Linked DNA regions of Ovis canadensis: region 1 is linked to region 2. The links are chromatin contacts, called in public Hi-C maps. All regions are on one chromosome and are shown on one strand. The core of a region is the stretch at or near the end of the contact, and the rest is flanking DNA. Distances in the headings are between cores, read along the strand shown. Region 1 holds the start of S100A10 (S100 calcium binding protein A10). Region 2 has its middle 42 kb from the start of THEM4.

The links. A called contact is a pair of places that touch in the nucleus more often than the background predicts.
Region 1: a contact with region 2 is called in a Hi-C map of fibroblasts, with 5 times the contacts expected there. The contact joins the promoter of S100A10 here to the enhancer-like site in region 2. A contact is called at or near these places in 2 of 2 Hi-C or Micro-C datasets (fibroblasts and lung).

What each region holds. Positions count from the first base shown.
Region 1 is chr1:102,899,496-102,904,813 of ARS-UI_OviCan_v2, forward strand. S100A10 (S100 calcium binding protein A10) reads right to left here and starts at 1,483. Exons shown (of 3, transcript XM_069542641.1): 1 at 1,395-1,483. LOC138414878 (a long non-coding RNA gene) reads left to right here and starts at 4,047. Exons shown (of 4, transcript XR_011246985.1): 1 at 4,047-5,133.
Region 2 is chr1:102,846,094-102,851,075 of ARS-UI_OviCan_v2, forward strand. No RefSeq gene overlaps it. Among named protein-coding and RNA genes, the nearest start is that of THEM4, 42 kb to the left of the region's middle. Within about 2 kb of position 1,603, the one cell type or tissue checked has open chromatin away from gene starts, as enhancers often do. A contact at or near this core is called in fibroblasts, where this site is marked.

The DNA of each region.
Region 1 (5,318 bases), core at 233-2,732, 53 kb after region 2:
GGGAAGCACTACCTCCCAAATAAAGCTGAGGCAGCCTGCCAGTGGGAATCCAGACCCATAACCCAGCAGCTGAAACGCCATGACCCTACCAATCTAACTTGTCCTCAACCACAGTTCAGTCAAGAAACCTCTCCTTCAGATGGCCGGCCTGTCCGGGTGTGACTCATTTCCTCTTGGAAAATGCCCTCTAAAGTGGCACAGTTCCCCTTTTCCTTCAGGGAGTGTTCTGTCTGAACCATCTGCAGAGAGTCTGGAACCATCCAGACCACACCCACATGGTCTCACAACTGAGTCACAGGCTTCCACTGGGAGAATCCGGGAGCCCTTTGTGCTAACCACGCCCTGCAGAAACCTCAGGGGAGGGAAGCGGGTGGGCTTAACGTATTCCAGAGTCTGGACCAGGGCCCCGTGGTGCCTGGCACAGGGCTAGCTGCTCTGCTGGCCCCTCCACCCTCGCCCAACAAGGCAGATTCCGGGTTTCAGTTAGGTGGAGACCGCCCGAGGCTGGAGAGTGCCGTATTCAGGTCTGGGGGCAAAGCACCAGTCCTTTGCCAGGCTCAAATTGTGTCCAGGTACCAACAGTTCATTTTACTGGGCCAGGTTAATCTGGGGTGTTAGATCCTTCATTAAACTTGCTCTTCCTCTATCTCTGTATAGATCCACTAAAATAGCAAGAAGGGAACCCTTTCAGTACAAAACCCACTTCAGTGGTGGCTGAAGGTGATGGCTTCCCCTTACCCCCTCAGCAAAACTGTTTTATAAGGAAAACAAATAGAGCCGTCTTCCCTCCGCTGGTAGAGAGAAACTTTTCGTCTAGCAGACAAATAACAGGAAGCCCAACCTTGAAGCTTCGAGGAGAGGGACAGAGGGGTGTCCTTTAGGGAGAGAACCCGCCAGCCCTCTCCCAGTCTGCACGGGCCGTCCAGCTAGGAGGCTATGAACATCTGGACAGAAGTCAGCCTGCAGCCGGAGCCCACAAAGAAACAAGCCGGCCAGGACAGGGGGCCAGAAACAGGGATTCGGGTAACTGCGGAGACCAGTCGAAAAGCAGGAAGGGTGTAAAGAAAGATATACCGAAAGGTAGCGCAGAGCAGACCCCGGGGCACCGACACCGAAGTACTGGTAAAGGCCAAGTGCTCCCTCCTCTGGGGGTCTGGGGGGGTCGCGCCGGGGAGGGACAGGGGAGGTGCTCGCCCAGCTGGGGTGTGGCCCAGAGCTCGGGGAGAGGATACCCCCGCATGCCCAGCCGACGCCGGACCACCACCATCGTCGCACCCCCACACCTGGGACGCCCGGTGAAGACCGCCTGGCCAGCGGGAGCCGCCGATGTGGGGGTTTCCCCGGGCGCGGGCTGTGGGGCCGGGGACCGCCCGGGACCGGCGGGCAGGACTCACCTTGGCGGGAGGCGCAGCGGGGACGCTCGGCTGGCGGGGACGCGCGGCCAGTGAGCACAGCGCCGCGGGCAGGGCGCCTTAGTACGTGGGGGTGGGGGGCGGGGGGAGGCAGGAGGAGCCTGGGCGGGTGGCAGGGCCTCGGCTCACCCCACCTCTTCCCCTCCCTCCTCTTCCTGCCCGCCTCCCTCTCCCCCCGACCCGCCCCGCCACACTCACACCCCGGGCGCAGCGCACACACCCTTCTCTCGCTATGCGGAGTAGCCTCGCTCCAGGCCTCCACCCGCCCCCAGAGAGAAAGATATTGTCAACTCTTCCTACTCAAATGCTCTCGAATATTTTCGTGCCCTTCCTCTAGGGTTTGCTTTTAGCGAGTAAGTGTGGAAATCAAAGAATCCAGTCGTTCTGCGGGTGGGGCGCGCTGGCCCAGAACCAGATTGTAAGCTCCTCGTCTGTAAACTACAGGTCTAGGAATTATTTTCTACATGATATTGTAGGGAGGGGCACCTGACGCAAAGGCCTCAGACTTGGTTTCAGATTAGACTCTAAGAGGTAAATTGGGAGGGTTCCAAGGCCTGCGGGGGGTCTCCCCCTCACCCGCCGCCCCGCCTAAGGGTTGTTCTCGGAGAAGGCGAGTTCACTACCCGCTGCAGTGAAGGGGGTGGTGGTGCTGTTTGGCTTTTTAGCTCCAGGGCATTACGAACCTTTCCTTGAACTGGAAATTGACCCCTCTTAGCGTGCGTGGCAGTTGGTCTGGCGTTCAGTTTCGGCTGTAGTTGACATGATTAAAACCTGTTTAAGAATCTCCTTTTTTTCCTTTTTTTTTTTTTCCCCTGAAATTGGCCTGTTTGGTCCTCAAAGCACTTCAGAAGTAATTTAGAGAAAACCTAAGGGTTTCCTAGCTGGTGCTATCCACTCCCCCACCCCCAACATTTATTTTAATTGTGGTTCAGGGTTAAATGCAAACTACTAGCAGCTGTTGGTGGAAAAGGGCCCAGTCCCAAGTCTTGGGTTTTCCTTTGTTCCCAGGGGAGGTCCTGGGAGGAGTGAGTGATCCCTGAGGAATGAGCAGTCTTGGGGAATCCTCCAAATGCCTCCATGTGACTAATCTGAGCTCTTGCCAGGAAAACTCGGATTTCAGTTCTCACTCCACTGAGTTCCTCAACCCTGGTGCTGAACGTTCAAGGGGGCAGTTCTGCAGTCTTCCCATAGGCTTCCTAAGCTCTTCCTAGGCTGTTGGCTACAGTCAAGAGTGGAGAAAATTCTTGGTCCCTTTAGTTCCAGGAAAGATGCAACTGGATTTAGAATGAGAACACCTGAGTTCCTATACTATGCACTCCTTGATTCCTTCACTTGATTTGCAATGTTTAGGAATGCTTAGTGTATGTACTGAAAGAAGGCGATGGCACCCCACTCCAGTACTCTTGCCTGGAAAATCCCATGGACGGAGGAGCCTGGAAGGCTGCAGTCCATGGGGTCGCTAAGAGTCGGACACGACTGAGTGACTTCACTTTCACTTTTCACTTTCACGCATTGGAGAAGGAAATGGCAACCCGCTCCATTATTCTTGCCTGGAGAATCCTAGGGACAGGGGAGCCTGGTGGGCTGTCATCTATGGGGTCACACAGAGTCGGACACGACTGAAGTGACTTAGCAGCAGTGTATGTACTAGGGCATGGGGATTCGGAAATCAAAGAATCAGTCTGTCCCTCAAACTTCAAGCTTTGTTGGAAGATAGATTAGCAAACAAAATCCACTGAGCTCAGTGAATGGTAGAGGATGCTATCGGACACTGTGAGCATTGAGGAGGCACCTCCAAGTCCCCATGGAATTATCACAGAACAATTCCTGGAGCAGGAACATTTGATAGATGTTTTAAAGATAATATTTACCATGACTTTTAAATTTGATTGTAAAACAGGTGCATTCTTCTTGTAGAAGGTTTGGGAAATATACCAATGTATAAGGAGAAAAATAAAATCACTTGTAAATGCATGGACCAAAGGTAAACATTTTTATGTATTTCCTTTTTTTCTGTTCATATTTATGTGGTTGCATTGAGTCTTTGTTGGGCCCAGTAGTAGCCCCATGACATGTGGGATCTTTCTGGACCAGGGTTCAAACCCATGTCCCCTTCATTGGCAGGCAGATTCTCAACCATTGGACCACCTGGGAAGTCTTGGGTAGTAGTTATTTAGTGAAGGGCTGCTGCTGCTAAGTCGCTTCAGTCGTGTCCGACCCTGTGCGACCCCATAGATGGCAGCCCACCAGGCTCCCCCGGCCCTGGGATTCTCCAGGCAAGAACACTGGAGTGGGTTGCCATTTCCTTCTCCAATGCATGAAAGTGAAAAGTGAAAGTGAAGTCGCTCAGTCGTCTCCAACTCTTCTCGACCCCATGGACTGCAGCCTACCAGGCTCCTCTGCTCATGGGATTTTCCAGGCAAGAGTACTGGAGTGGGGTGCCGTTGCGTTCTCCGAGTGAAGGGCTAGGAAGTGCTAAAATTTGTTTAAAAAAATAAGCAAATTCATTCTTCTTGCATTTGATATGGTTTTCCTAAATTTTGACATTGATTATAAAATTATGTATTCTATTTTTGCTCCATAACTTATTTTTACTATTTATATGTCATCAAGACCGTGATTGTTCATTTACTCATTCCTTTTTATTTTTTCACTCAACAAGTTACTGCAATTGACTCTTTATGTCTGAGAGTTCTTCAGCCTCAGATTCAACCACCCATGGATCAAAAATATCCAGAGAAGTAATATCATAAATGTCCAAAAAGCAAACTTGAATTTGCATATTTTACAATCGCAATTTTGCATATTTTGCAGTCTTTACAATTATTTGCATTCTGTTAGATATTAAAATGAGCTTATAAAACAGAAAGATACAGACTTATAAAATGAACTTATGGTTGGGGTCAAGGAAGGGATAGTTAGGGAGTTTGGGATGGACATGTACACCCTGCTGTATTTAAAATGGATAACCAACGAGGACCTACTATATAGCACAGGGAACTCTGCATGATGTTATGTGGCAGCCTGGATAGGAGGGGAGTTTGGGGGAGGAGAATGTATAGGATGACTGAGTCCCTTCCCTGTTCATCTGAAATTATCACAGCATTGTTAATCGCCTATACCCCAACACAAAATAAAAAGTTAAAAAAACAACAAAAAAAGAAAAGTAATCTAGAGGTGATTTAAAGTACACCAAAGGTTGTGTGTAGGTTATATGTGATATTGTATCATATTATATAAGGGACTTGAGCATCCGTGGATTTTGGTATGGGGAAGTTTCTGGAGCCAGTACCTACAAGGATACCAAGAAGCCACTGTGTTTGATTACATTGTATCTCCTTTACTCTCTTCTCTGGCCTGCCAGCCATACTCTCAGGGCTCCCAGGTCTTAGTGGCTACAGCTTCACAAGACAGATGGAACCTGGGTTTCCAAAGCACTGTGCTAAGTGCCGAAAGTACAGTGGTAGAAATGGGTGCAGGATGGACTTCCCTGGTGGTCCAGGGGTCAAAACCCACCTGCCCATGCAGGGGACATGGATGGGTCCCTGGTCTAGGAAGACTCCACACGCCACGGAGCAACTGAGCCTGTGTGCCACAACCGCTGATCCTGCACGCCCTAGAGCCTGTGACCTGCAGCAAGCAAAGCCGCCTCCATGGGAAGCCCACAGAGAGCAGCAAGAGTGAGCCCGTGTGCAGCAATGAAGACCCAACACAGCCGAAAGTAAGTGCAGCATTTGAAAAATGGTTGCAGGTTAGACACTGTCTCTGCCCTCTTGTGACATTCTTTTTTTACTCTAGGTACTGGTAGATCCATAAAGCTCTAAGTACCTGCCATGCCTTTCATCTCTCTCTAGGAGAGGTGGTCCCAGGCAGTTCTTTCTCCAGAAGGTGATTATCTTTTATAAA
Region 2 (4,982 bases), core at 353-2,852:
GAATTTCCCCTGGAAGAGGGCATGGCAGCCCACTCCAGTATTCTTGCCTGGAGAATCCCATGGACAGAGGAGCCTGGCAGGCTACAGTCCATAGGGTCACAAAGAGTCGGACGCGACTGAAATGACTTAGCATGCATGCATATATAATATCTATATGCATAACCTAAAAAAAAGAATCTGATATTCAAATGGTCATGTAGAAGAGAAATAAAAGGGAAGTAATTTATACACTAAAAAACAACAAAAATTGAAAAACAAAAACCACTATCAGTTCCAATAGGTAATTGGTCAGATGTAACTCCCTTGGACGACATCATGATGGAGTTGGAATCTCCCAAGTACACACAGAAGCCCTGTGCTTCTGATAGCTACAGGTACTGGCTGACACAGGTATGCTTGACTCAAATTGTTGTTGGTCATCTAATTTTGCAAAATGTGAACTATTCTTTGGAAGGGTCTGAACAACTATTCTCAGGGAAGGGTTTGAGCAACAAGAGGTTTAACTTCACTTGATTTACATGATAGTTGTGTTCCTGGAAAATTTAGTAATATTTAAGCTGTGCAGAAAAATATTTTGCATTTATATGTAAAATGGAATTAGGCTTCAGGTTCAGATAATCAAAGTTGTGTTTTTTTTTTTTTTTACCTACATGAAGACTGGGAGGATATATAAAGCTGTGTAGGATGTGAGGCAGTTCACCACTGTGCTGACCCATTAATTGCAGAACATCTAGTATCTAACCCCAACCTTAACCCTACCCACTGAGTGTTGGCAGTGCTTGCCAATCATTGTGACAACCGAGCCAAAACCTAACAAAACAGAACAGCTCACCTGTGAATTTCCTAGACTAGCGGTGACATCATCCTTGCTGAGAAACACCAGTGGTCAGCATTTTTGAGTTACCAGTGTTTTTCACTGGGAGAGATGATAGCATTAAAGTTGATATTTGTTGAGTTCTAATTATGTGCCAACACTGTTCTAAATTTTTAATCTATTTAAACTTGTTTAATCCTCACAACAACCCTATGATGTAGAGTCAATTTATAGAAAAACCCAATTTATAGATAGGAAACTAAAACTTATCAAGTTTAGGCAATGCATTCAAGAAAACCTAGCTAGGGAATTCCCTGGTGGCCTAGAGGTTAGGACCCCATGCTTTCACTGCTGAGGGACCTGGTATAATCCCTGGTTGGAGAACTAAGATCCCGTAAGCCTTGTGGCATGACCAAAAGGCAAAAAAAAAATAAAATAAAAAATAAAAAAAATAAATAAAAATAGAGAGAGAGAGAGAGAAAAGAAAAGAAAACCTAGCTCGTAAGTAAAGAAATTGGAATCCAAACCTGGCAGTCTGGTGCTAGAGCCCTTGTGAGTAACCACAGCACCCCACTGCTTTATGGCAGAGGCTGCTCAGTCTTTAATTACTTTCTCCCCAATAATAGCGATCCCCTTAAAATTTATCAGATGGTCCTAAGCTAATGTGTCTAAGCCTGCTGCTGGGGTAACTGATCAAAATATTTGACTCCCTTTCTAACTGTCTTGCTCCATTTCTCTCTCTCTCTCTCTCTCACACACACACATACCGCAGTCACACCACTTTTTCTTTCCCTCTGGTTCACTGGAAGGAATGATGATATCAAAGCTACTGCAGATCTGTGAGTGATGATAGTAAGGATTGGAGAAAATGAATCAGGGGCCATTCACTGGAAAGATTGTGTGTGTGTGTGTGTGTGTGTGTATTGTATTTTCACCATGGATGTAGTAACTTGGTTACAGTTGCTTGGTAACTATTTACTGTTATAAGTAATTTTTTTAAAAAGGAAACTGGCTCTGTGCAATTCCACACAGATTTTTCCTCCCCCTTTACAGTCTCTAGTTCTCACTACTGTCATGGGAAAACAAAAACGCAGTAGTGCTCCATGCTTCACCTTTCCTCTTATTCCTCTCTTGTGTTTGGCAGCCTCTCATAGCACTCCGTATGCCAAATTTTGCAAGTTCAGACATTTGAATGCATGGCATGAAATTGTTTCACAGTAGCTTTTTGAATGACTAGTTTTAGATATTTATTGGCAAAACTATAACACTGCAAAACTGTAACACTCTTTCACTAAAGGAGAAGAATTAAATAAATTTTGTATTTGGAGTAGTCAACATCCTACCACATAGGATTTGAATGTAGTAATACCCCTAGTCTGAGAGTGGGCTCAGTGGAGTTCCAGGACTTTAGGCCCGAGGTGCCAGTAGAGCCCCATGCTGGAGGGCATGACTGCCCTGTGACAAATCCCCAAGGTGGACTTGCTTTGGGACCTTGGGTAAGTTACTCAAACTCTTTAAGACTGTTTTCTCATCCGGGGATGGAAATAGTACTAGTCCCTAAATCAGTGTTATTGTGGAGATGAAGTGAGATAATGGATATGTAATAGCCAAGCCTTTAGGTTCCCAAGCAAATAATAATATAGGTCACTAAAATAATATCATGAGTGCTCCAAGGTCACCAAATCTTTAACGGTCAGGTGCAAATGTTCCAGGGTGTCTTCTATGATTAGAGGTTGTGAATTACCTACTTGGTCATCCATGCTGTCCTTTTAAAACATTTTAGTAATTTGTCACCTTTAAAATTCAGGAGATTTTGTACAACGCTCTGAATTTCTGGCTTCTTGTGAAAATGTAGGAATGTCTAAAAATCTCCTGCCTTTCCTACACAGCAGCAATAAAGTAGAACTGAGTTGGGGATGTACTCCAGGGACTCTGTCTTGTCGTCTACCAGCTCCGAGGCATTTGAGTCAGCCACTACCTGGCCTGCAGAACATCTTACCCAGCACCCATACCTTTAAACAGTAACAGTCATTGTGTGTCCAGCCCCTCCTGTGTAGAGGAGCTGGGAAGCAAAAGCCCAGTAAAGCGAAGTTACTGTAAGTCCCGTCACTCAAGAACTCTTGTAACTGAACTGGAGCATACATAATCTTCCTAGTCAGCAGTTTTAGGCTCATTCTTGAGAAACATGTCAATCTAGCGGATGAGACATGCCTGTTATATTGCAGTATTTAGCTGAAAATTCAAAAGGAAGTTCTTAAAATCAGGAGAATGGCTCTGGTCAAAGAGCATTTCTATGGCCTGCGTTTTCCCTTTTCGAATACATCTAGACAAAACCTGGTTTCGAAATATTCCAGCATGTCTCATTGATCTTGGTGGGGAAGGGGAGAGTGGGAATATAGGAAATTCTCAAAATACCCTTAAAGCATAATTGATGCACATTCTTCATGTATTAATAATTTGCCACGTTGGCATAGAGTGGGAAACAAGACAAGTGGCAGTAAGCAAGGAGCAATTTGGGAGACACTGGCCCTCATTCTCATGAGTACCTGCTATGTGGCCCTGCAAGTAAAGAAGTAAATATGCTACTAAGTAAAACAAATCTATTTGCTATTGTAAATGAAACTGTAAGCAAGTACCCATGCCCTCCCGCACTGTCCCTCAGACCGTTATCATTAGATCCATTCTTTGCAGGAATTCTGAAGAAATGTGGGAATGTTGTTGGCAGCTTCCACCCCTCTCCCTGAAGGGTATTGTGAGTTAAGACAATGGGGATCGAGTCCCATGCCTTAGAACTGGTCATCCTTGCATTAGTGGATTCACAGCAAAGAAGCTTTATGGTTTGTTTTTCTGAAATTCATCTGACCCCCTCTGCTCTTGCCCTGCTCCACTGCCCTTTGAATTTGATCTAGGTGCTTGGTTGGGAGTGTAATCAGAATTACAGAATTTAAAAAAGAAACTGTGCTTGACTTTGCCCTGTTAATGTATGTATGTGTGTGCTCAACTGTGTCTGACTCTTTGTGACCCCATAGACTGTAGCCTGCCAAGAGCCTCTGTCCACGGGATTTTTCCCAGAAAGAATACTGGAGTGGGTTGCCATTTCCTTTTACAGGGAATCTTCCCAACCAAGGGATTCTTGCAGCTCTTGCATTGCCCTGTTAGGGCTCCAATATTCTGGGGAGGCCCCTTTGGCTGTGAATACTTTAGAAAAACTGAACATGAGCAAAAGAGAGACAAATTGATAAAATTTGAAAGACCACTTCTTATACAGTGTCCTCCCAGTTCACAGGCTTCACAGATTGCACAATGGCAAATGTGCAGTGCAGAAGACACAGGAGACGAGGGTTCTATCCCTGGGTTGGGAAGATCCCCTGGAGGAGGGCATAGCAGCCTGCTCCAATATTCTTGCCTGGTGAATCCCATGAACAGAGACGCCTCTCAGGCTACCATCCATAGAATAGCAAAGAGTTGGACACAACTGAGTGACTGAGCCGATGCACACACACTCCCAGTTAGCAGACAAACTGGCCTTCCAAACAAAGCATATGTCAGGGGTCAGACTGAGCTCAGATGGATATAAGTAAGCTCAACTGAATGACAGAGTTCTTAAATCTAAGACTGAAACGTGTGGCAGGGTGTCCAGGAAGCACCTGGTGTGAGTCAGTGTCCTTGATCCTCAGAACCACCTAAAAAGGTAGGAGCTATTACTATCCCCGTATTTTGAGTAATGAAACTGAGGGACAGAGAGTAAAGTAACTTACCCAGTCTCAGAGGCAGTCAACTGCAGAGGTGGGTAATGAGCTCGGACAGTCCCCCGTAGGGTGTGCACTGTAATGGTGAGATGAATTTTTGGCAATCACAGGTTGCTGACCTCTCCAGGACAGGTCTCACAGTAATAGGTTAGTGCCCTTGCTTCTGTGGCATAGCCATTTTGCATTATGACACAGCATAAAGCATTAAGCCCATAGTTACTTCACGTTACCTTTAATGACCTGAATTAGGTCTAAGAAAACTGCTAGCCAACAATGACAGAATGCTTAAATTACTTCAATGCCTAAAAAAAGTGACTCCATTTAATCCTCAGTTGGCATTTGAGTTTAGGTTCAACCTAAATGCTCTTGGGGTCTGTCCTGGTGGCTCAGAGGTCAAAGTGTCTGCCTGCAATGCGAGA